Linked DNA regions of Arachis hypogaea: region 2 is linked to region 1. A link is a contact called in public Hi-C data. All regions are on one chromosome and are shown on one strand. Each heading gives the region's core, a stretch centred on a gene start, on an enhancer-like site or on the middle of the called end of the contact. The rest is flanking DNA. Distances are from core to core; before and after follow the strand shown.

Region 1 (5,035 bases), core at 1,618-4,117:
CAATGAAAGAAGAAAAATAAAAAATACCACAACATTTCATTTGATTTTTAATAATAGTTAAAACAAACAAACAGCATTACCCTGCACAAAACTTTTCTTACATTCCTATATTACATTTCTTGAGCTTACCGATTAACTAAAATATGATCTTATTTTTTTTGTTTTTTTTTTTTCAATCATCAATTGCATTGCAACATTAATAAATGGCACGCTGACTAAGAATCTAGATACATATTCAAAACGGTGCCATAAATTTTTGGTACAGGATACTCTTCTTCTTTTTGTTGATTTACACGAGTTCACAAAATGCAACAATGATGACACAATTGCAACATCATTTTATTAAAATATTTTCTAAAAAGTGATTCGCAAAAGAGATAGTAATATGACTATTAAAGCAAACATAAACAAACAAAATCACTTGTAATTAAAATGCGAAGAACAAAAACTTGATCTAAATGAGTAACAATGTAATATATGCATGTATGTTTACATAGATATATAAATGTAGATGCATGTCTGTTGTTGCAGTCTCTTGAATCTTGCATTCTGTTGTTGCAGTCTCTTGAATCTTGCATTCTCTTCTAGCAGGTAATCGACTTTAACCAACATACTACACTATAGAATCTCTACAGAAATTTTAAGGACCAAATTATCATAAATTCATCATAATGTTACTCAAATAATTAAAAAAGGGAGAATTATCATCATACTGCAAAAGGAGGGAGACTCCACATACAAAAGAACTAAGAAAAGTGAAAATTAAAAAATATCTTAAGTTAAAAAAAACAAATAAATAAATTAAATAAATTTTTTATCCGACATATAAAGCTAAAACATTGAAAACAAATTATTAATCAAAATAAAAAATAATTAAAAAAAAGTGATATAATCCATAGCAAAATTTTAAACTCAGGTCAAACTACCAAATACTTTGATCATTTTGAAATATTTAACTTCAAACTTACATGAGGAAAGAATGTTGTCCCGAGAATCCAAATGTAAATGTATAGTGCCTTGCATGTCTTCCACTTGAATCTTCCATGTCTCCTTCACTATCTAAAGTTCTGAACACACTAACAAAGAAACAAAATTGCAAACAGCTGGTGAGCAAAATGCAAGAAGGAATAAGCTGCCAACTTTAAAGGTATCCAACATCATAAAAATAAGAATTGAAACCGAATTTATAAAAATTAGAGATAAATGAAAAATGGATATTGATAAAATGAGTGTACCATTGCTTGAGTTTGAGAGCAGCATGAACAATGTCCTTACCTCATCATCATTATGAACCTGAAATATCTTTGAAATTATTATTTTAAAAAATTTGGCAAACAAAAATACAAAATTAAGTTAGGACAGTTTTTCAAAAGGGTATTTAACCAATTCTCTTTATGCAAATATTTCATATACTTTTGGAGGAATTTTCACTTATAACAGAAAGCACAGTCCCTTTCTTCTTCCCTCTCTCATCATTAACTTACTCACAATTTTTTCTTGTCAGTCCTTAACTCTTATTCTCCCATTTCGTAAAATAAGCTGAAAGATTTATAAAAAGAATCCCCTTCAACAATAAAAGTGAATTTGTCTTGGTAATTGTGAATTTGTGATAATGGAATGTATCACAAAAACAATACAAAACGTATGAAATTCAAGTATGAAAAGTAATAATCATCTCAACGAAACCAATTAGAAATTGAACTTAAGTTTAAAATAGTCTTGGCAAAATTTAATTTGGCGTTTATCAAAACACTAAAAGGGAAGATAAAAAAAATAGTGAGAACATACAAAAAAGAAAAAGAGGCAGAAAGTTTAATAAAAGAATCACAGAAACAGAAAAATAGCAAATCAACGTTGTGTTTCAAATTCTATAGGAGTTAGTCATTTTAAATGATTTTGTCCTATTTCATTGTTTGAATAGAGCTAGTCATTTTAAATGATTTTTTTCCATTTCATTGTTTGAATTTGAACAACAATATTTCACTCAAGTTCAATAATTTCATTTATTTCCTTATCCATTAAAGCAAACAAATCCTAGTCTAATATTACATTATGAACAATTCAATTCATCTTATAAAACCTGCAAATAATAATAATAATAAATAAATAAAGGGTAAAGTACTAAATTGGTCTCTTAAGTTTGGGCGTAATTCTGTTTTGATCCTTAAGATTTAAAGTGTTTTATTTGAATCCAAAAAAATTTCATTTAACATCAATTTAGTCCCACAGTGAGGTTAAAATTAAATAATTAATAAAATATCCTACATAACAACAGTTCAAGAACAAAATCAATAATCTGAAGAACAAGTACAAGTTCCAGAAGCATAAAAATCAACCATTAATACATCAATACATTTATTTATTATTTTTTTATAATATAAATAAAATATTTTTTATAAAACTAAAGAAAATATTTTTCCATAAAATGCATTTGAACTCGAAAGAGTGATTTGGGGATTGCTGAAACCACTTTTGTCTTCGATTCAGTAGATAAAAAAAGACCTTACGACAGTTTAAAATATTACAGAAGAGAGTTCCAGAAATAAGTAGTTCCCTCAGCTTCAAATGGGTTAAAACTTAAAAAAAAGATATAAAAAAGGCACAAATTGTAAATAACAATAGATATGTAGGACATAATTATAATTACATAAGAAACACGAATCTCTTGTTAGTTATCTTTATAATTATAAATTGATTGATTTTAAACAACTTAAATATATTTAATAATACACAAATTTTTTTTTTTCAGTTTAATCTTTTGTTTTTAACAAGTGTGTTACGTTGGATGTAAGTGCTAACGCAACCACGTGTATTCTTTTTGTCTTTTTCATTCACAAACTCACCCAGTTACACCTTCCACCTTTTCGGTTCAAACTAGACAGATCCTACCTCCTCCCTTTTATTTTTATTTTTATAAAGGTCTCTCTTAAGCTGCTAAACATTTACGAGAATTTAAAAAATAAACAAGTATATTCCATTTTATTCTATCTCTGTTTTTAGGTAATCAGTAAAAAATTTTGTAAGCACCAAAAATTTCACCTTCTATAAATAAGTAGATATTAGAATTCAGAACCAGAAAACCCCCTCCAAAAACAATGGCAGGTGCAGAGTGCTGCTCAAACCCTCCTACCCTGAACCCAAATGCAGGAATAGGCCATGTTGAAAAGTTTGCTGGTCTTGATTCCTATCTCACCGGCTCTTCTCACTCCAACCTCGCCGTTCTTCTCATCTCCGATGTTTTTGGTTCGTGCTTCCTACCATCACATCCTTTCACTTTCCATCTTTTGCTCTTCTTTTGTTGATCTGAACCTTTTGACTTTGGTTGTCATCTATGCCTTTTTGAGTGCGTTGACTTTTTGGGTGTGGTTGGATTTCATCATATGCTTGTCTTTAAATCATTATGAATATGTGTAACTAATTAGTTTAAAATTTGTGGAATTTAGTTTAAAAATCAGTTTCTTTAAGGGTTTGACTATGCAGGATTGCCCAAGTCACTCATTAGTTCTTTATAAACTTTTCGATTTGAAAGTTCTGAAGAAATATTTCGGTCTGAGGTTTCTCATTGTGACATTGAGTTCACAGCATAATACGTTAATAAACCTTTCTGTCTTTCAGGCTATGTAGCATAAATTTATTGCAGGTGTTAAACATTTTATGTATAAATTCTACACTCACTTCACATGTTTCATTTCTCTTTCAGGGTATGAAGCACCAAATCTAAGGTATGGCCACTTCTCATGTTTGTTTTATGAAACTAATTTACTAACTTTTAATAGAATGATTCAAGAAATTAAATTATTGTTTATGGATTTGCTTTGACAAATTCAAAGTAATATACCATGTAGATCATAAGGAAGGATACTATGTTGATTGATATTCACACTACTTGTCCTTTTAAAACAAAAATGGACATATTAGCATAATAGTATAGATTCATGGTTTGTGAAAGATATGCTGTACATGTTATGTTAGATTGTAATATTCTTCATACATTATATACTCAATTGGTTTTTGGTACAGTGGTAGTGGTTGTTTATCCTTTCACTTAAAATTTCTGAAGGTTTTGATAAATTATACCACCAATAGAAGCAGGAGGCTAATCTGATTCAATCTGCTCTCATTGTCAATTATCTCTGTTTCCATCTCAATGTGTTCCTGTCCTAAATAACATTGTTCATCTTTTGTTGTTTAGGAAGCTTGCAGACAAGATTGCGGCTTCTGGTTACTATGTGGTTGTTCCGGACTTCTTTTATGGTGAACCCTATGATCCTCAGAATCCTAACAGACCTATAGGAGAGTGGTTAAAAGATCATGGAACGGTTAGTTCTTTTTAATGATTTAACATTATTTCTTTGTTCATAACTTTCTTTATTGAAGAAAAGTGTGTATTATTGGTATCATCATTTAATTCAAATTTGAACTTAGATAACTCTGATTTTGGAGGATATGTGACTGAGTATTACACTATTACTTAGTTACTTAATCTTATTATAACTTGAAATTGGCTTGCCATAGTACCACTGTTATGGCTGGTTTATAATCTTAATGCTAAGTATCTCAGATCGGCTATATATACCCAAGTTGTGACACCTTTGATGCTTAGCTATTCTATTATTTATTAGGATAAAGGTTTTGAAGATGCAAAACCCGTTGTTGAAGCCTTAAAAAGTAAAGGTATCTCTGCTATTGGTGCAGTTGGTTTTTGTTGGGGTGGTGAGTGCCTCTTATTATGATCCTTATTGGTGGTTGGATTTAAAGCTATCAACACAGCTAAGTTAACACTGAACTCACACTATATGTTCTCTTCTTTCTCTCAGCTAAGGTTGTGGTTGAACTTGCAAAACCTAAACTTATCCAAGTTGCTGTGCTGTTACATCCAACATTTGTCACTGTTGAAGATATCAGTGGTATGTATTTCCAATATTGTAATGGCAGACAGATTCTTCTCAATTCTAACTCTTTCACTTAATCATTGGCCTTGATACCTTTTCAGCTGTTGATATTCCAATTGGCATTCTTGGAGCTGAAATAGATC
Region 2 (4,635 bases), core at 870-3,369, 63 kb before region 1:
GAACCATTTCATGGTGCATATCAATCCAATGGTTATGGTGGACCTCCTTGTGATTATCAATTACAACCACAATATGCCTATGAACCTCCTCCTCCTCAACATTATTTTCAACACCATACTCACAAGCCTCATCTTACCAAATGCCTCCATATAATTCTAACCCTTATCCACATTACCAACAACCTTATTAGCCTTATAAACCATGCATAGAGCCACCACAATTCCAACATCAATACTCCCAAGAACCATCACCTCAGTATACACCATCTCCATATCCTTGTCAAGATGAACCATCTCCCTATTATAAACCCTTTCTCCCATACAATGAACCCTCATATCAACCTCAAACACTCATGGATGATTCTCTCACTTCATTACTCTAAGAGCAACCTGAAGCTCAAAGGAGGCAACTAGAATTCGTGGATACCTTGACTGAGGTAGTAAATAATTTATCCACCCAATGCTCATGCAGTCAAAGTACTCCCATGGTCACATGTAGAGAATCAAATGAAGAGCAGAGTATGAAAGAGAGATTGGAAACTCTGGTGGAGAATGAGAAATGGGATTTTGTATTGGAACAATGGGAGGAAGCCATAATTGTTGAAGAGGAAGAAGTGATTGAAGATTTAGGAGATGCCGAAAGTCCATGGGAAGCTAAAGTTGTAGAGCCCTCTAAAGTTGAAGAGGTTGATCAAGAGATGGATTCAATCATTGATGATTTCTTATCTTTCACTCACTAACCCCCTCAATGATTTTGTTGAATCCTCTCCCATTGGACATGAATTAAAGGTCAAAAAGAATATGCACAACCTCCCCCTACCCTTGGCAAGCAATGTGGAAGAACTTGAAATGGAAGAAATGGAGCAAGTAACAAGTCCATCAATTGATGATGATTCCGCATCAACATATGATCCTCTTGAGTTTGAAAAGTCTTCTCCCATTGAATTTGAGGTTGATGTTGAGATAGATTTTACTCAACCTCCAACATATGATTTGAGTGATGGGGAAGAATAAGAAGAATTTGGTGAGGAAGAGGTTGAAGTGAAAGAAGCTTGTCACGAGGTGAAATTAGCAAGGAGGAGTCAAAGGGAGTGAAGATCACGTTGCCAAAGTTGTTGGAAACACCTCTCCCCAAGCCATCACCATCCGTTCTTTCATTCAAGTGGGTAAATCTCTTATCCCTAAGCTTTACTTTTCCTCTTGAATATGGTTTGCTTAAAATGGATGGTCAATTTAGAGCCCTTGTGGAGTAAAGAGTAAGAGAGAGTTGTGTAATGGTTGGAAATACAATCCTAGGTTCATTTTGGTTGAATCATCAAGGTTGAAATTCAAAGGTTGGCATAGTGCTACATTGAATGGGTCTAGGGAGAGAATTTAGTACCTAAATGAGAATTCACAAGTCTTGTCACCCAAATTGAACTACGATAATCAACAAGAAGACGGGTGCAAACACAAGGTTTGGGACCCCGGAATAATTTGGGATCCCGGTGGACATTGGATATGCAAGCATTGGTGAGGATTCAAGGAAGAGTTCAAATATAAGCCACCATGACAAGGACCCCATCAATTGTCCAACTTAAGGACTTAAAATAAAAGTGCTAGGTGGGAGACACCCCACCATGGTAACCTCTTTCCATTCTCTTGTATCTATAGTTGATGAATGAATTGAGTTGCCATTGTTAGGTAATTTCTTGCCTTTTATATCACTTTTCGATATATTGCTTTGGTTGCTAGTTTGTTTGTTAGATTTATGCTTTGAGTTAGGTTAGTTATTTTGAAATTTACCCATGTTTGAATGGATAAGGATTTTGTTAATTTAAAAAAAAAACTTGTCACGCATACGCCTGCACCATGCGTACGCGTGACCCCCGAAAATTCACATGCGAGAATGGTGCGTGAACGACGCTACTGCATGGCCTGCACAGTGAGTTGTGCTTGGGCCATGCGGGAAGGGTGCTATGAGCATGGGCATTTGTCACACGTATGCGTGACCGACGGGTACGCATCGCCCTGTTTTCCTGGATTGTGAATTTTTGGTGTTGTGTTGGTGCGAACGCATGGTCTGGATAGTGAGTTGTGCTGGGACCATGCGGGTGTTGTGCGAGTAGCACGATAGCCCTCACGCATACGCGTCACCTTTCTTTTATTGCCTCTCACGCATATGCGTGACCGACGCGTACACGTCATCGTCCGAATTCAATTGAAGGGCGCGCTTCCCTGTTCTTTCACCGTGTTTCTTTTTTCTTTCTTACTTCTTCTTCTTTCTTTCATCCTTCCTTCTTCATTTCTTCAATTTCCACCCTTTCTTTTCTTCTCTTTCTTTCTCTTTTTCTCACCTTTCTCATCCATTCTCACTTGCACTTCTCCATTTCTTCTTCTCCCTCTTTTTAAAATTTTATTTCTCAACTTCTCCTGCTTTCTAATTTTCTTTTACTTGTGGTACTTGATGACATTTGTTCTTGTTGATTGCAATTTAGTTTTGCTATATGTAGTTAGTTCTTCATCCTTCTTTTCTAGACTTGTTATTTTTTTATTGGTGTTGGATTTTCACATTCAAATTTTGTGAATTCAATAGATTGTTTTGGTGCCTTTTACTTTGTTTTGTCTTGTTTGGTGATGCTATAATTGTTGCTTTTCATTTTGAGAGTGCTACATACTTGATTTTATCAATTTGCTTGTTGATTCATACTATGCACACTAAGTGTTTGTGAAAAAGAACCAATGAGTATTTCCTTTAATTTTTGTTTTATGCTTCTAACTCTTTGCTTCTTTTTCATAAGACTTACATTCCTTGTACATTTCTCCAATTTTATTCTCTTTTTCATGATTAATTCTTATTGTTCATGGATTTCTATTCTTGTGACATCATGCATGAATTAGTGATTTAACTCCATATTATTCTTTTTGTGCTTCATTACTTTGGAGTTCTTCTGAGTTAATACTTCTCTTATGTCTTCCCTATTTTTGCATGAGTTCATCTTTATCGATTTTGATGCTTGAGTTTCTCTTTCCTTGGCCTATACTTATGTGCTTTCTTGACTCATGCATCGAGTGCTGGTGATATGCCTCAATGTTTTAGTTGATTTCTCACTTACATGTTGTAACTACCATGTACTTGAGACACCTTATTCTTATTTGGCATTCTTTCTCACTTGCACTTTATTAGTTTCATATCTTTCTCTCTTATCTTAATGTTTCTCCCTTCTCCTCCATTTTAGGAATCTCACTAAGAGAGACCAGGAGCAAGCTCCTAGGAAGGTAGCCAACCGGAAATTTCAACATCATCAACATCACCATAAGCACCTCAGCCATCTACCCACCTTTGGGGGAGACCGCTACTCCGAAGTCCACTTTGGATTTTGGCAAAGAACGCAATCGAGAGATGGACATGGAGGCGCCCCTGTCACATCATCCTTAGGCCATTGAAAGCGGCGTTCCCCCTACCATTTGCTCCTCTTTAAATGCACCGAGAACGGTGCAGTCTTTAAGCGTAGGAAGGTTGGTGACTGACTTCCGTGGGTAACAACTCCTCTTTCCAACACCTATGTCTTAATCTTCTTTGTTAGTTAGTATAATTTGCTTTCTGTAGTAAGTTGTTACATGATGGATTACATGATAGTTAGAGTTTGTACATATTCTACTCATCTTTGTGCTAGGACTACTTGGTTGAAGTAATGACTACTTTTCCGAGAAACGGTTTTAGAGCATTCCATTAATTTGATCAAAACTTTTGTTGAACTTGCTTGAAGAAATTAATTTTGGAACATGGTTTTAGAGTTAGAACACACAAGCCTTGTGAGATTTTGAGCCTATTTGACTGGTTGCATCTTATCAACCAATATTTTGTTTTGGTGTGTTATTCTCTCTAAGATTGTGATTTTTGTCTAATATGGAGAAAAGATATTCAGTGGGTAGTTAGGTTTTGTATTTTGATTACATGGATTGTCTTAGGTTAGATGGGAAGTTTAGGTTGATCAAGGATTCAGATTTTAGTCCACTTGACCAAATACAATCCTACCTTGGCCATAACCCATTACAACCCTTGAAAAGACCTCTTGATATATGTATCCATGCATTGAACATATGTTGATTGGTAGAAGAAGAGCAAGCCTTAGAAAGCAAGATTAGTGGAGAATCGACCCTCAAACACTAGAGAGATTATAGTGCAAACACCTCTGGTGAGGGTTCGATGCTTAATCCTTTGTTCCCGGCTTTCACGAGATTTCTTATTGCAAGTCTATTTATACTTTATTTTGAGATTTGAATTAGTGGAATTCATGAATCATCATACTATCTTAGCCCTATGTGTTTATATATGTTCTTGGAGATTGATTTATTTTTAACCAAGTGAGTAGACGCATTTTGCATTTAGTTGCATTCATGTAGATAGATTGCATTAAATAAATGTTCATACCCCATTTCTCGTCTTGCTTTATACTTAGCATGAGGACATGCTAATATTTAAGTGCGGGGAGAGAATAGTTATATACATACATACATACATACATACATATATATATATATATATATATATATATATATATATATATATATATATATATATATATATATATATATATATATATATATATAATCCATAACCCAAAATACGTAAAAGCAACCCTAGTTCTCCAA

Evidence for each region. A called contact is a pair of places that touch in the nucleus more often than the background predicts.
Region 2: a Hi-C map of leaf shows a contact between it and region 1, with 2.2 times the contacts expected there. The contact joins the enhancer-like site here to the promoter of LOC112705320 in region 1. A contact is called at or near these places in 3 of 8 Hi-C or Micro-C datasets (all in leaf).

The regions. Positions count from the first base shown.
Region 1 is chr1:102,907,249-102,912,283 of arahy.Tifrunner.gnm2.J5K5, reverse strand. It overlaps LOC112705320 (endo-1,3;1,4-beta-D-glucanase), which reads left to right and starts at 2,867. Exons shown (of 7, transcript XM_025756157.2): 1 at 2,867-3,243; 2 at 3,701-3,722; 3 at 4,193-4,319; 4 at 4,623-4,713; 5 at 4,818-4,907; 6 at 4,994-5,035. The coding sequence starts at 3,096.
Region 2 is chr1:102,969,480-102,974,114 of arahy.Tifrunner.gnm2.J5K5, reverse strand. No RefSeq gene overlaps it. Among protein-coding and RNA genes, the nearest start is that of LOC112762930, 7.4 kb to the right of the region's middle. Within about 2 kb of position 2,119, at least 1 of the 3 cell types and tissues checked has open chromatin away from gene starts, as enhancers often do.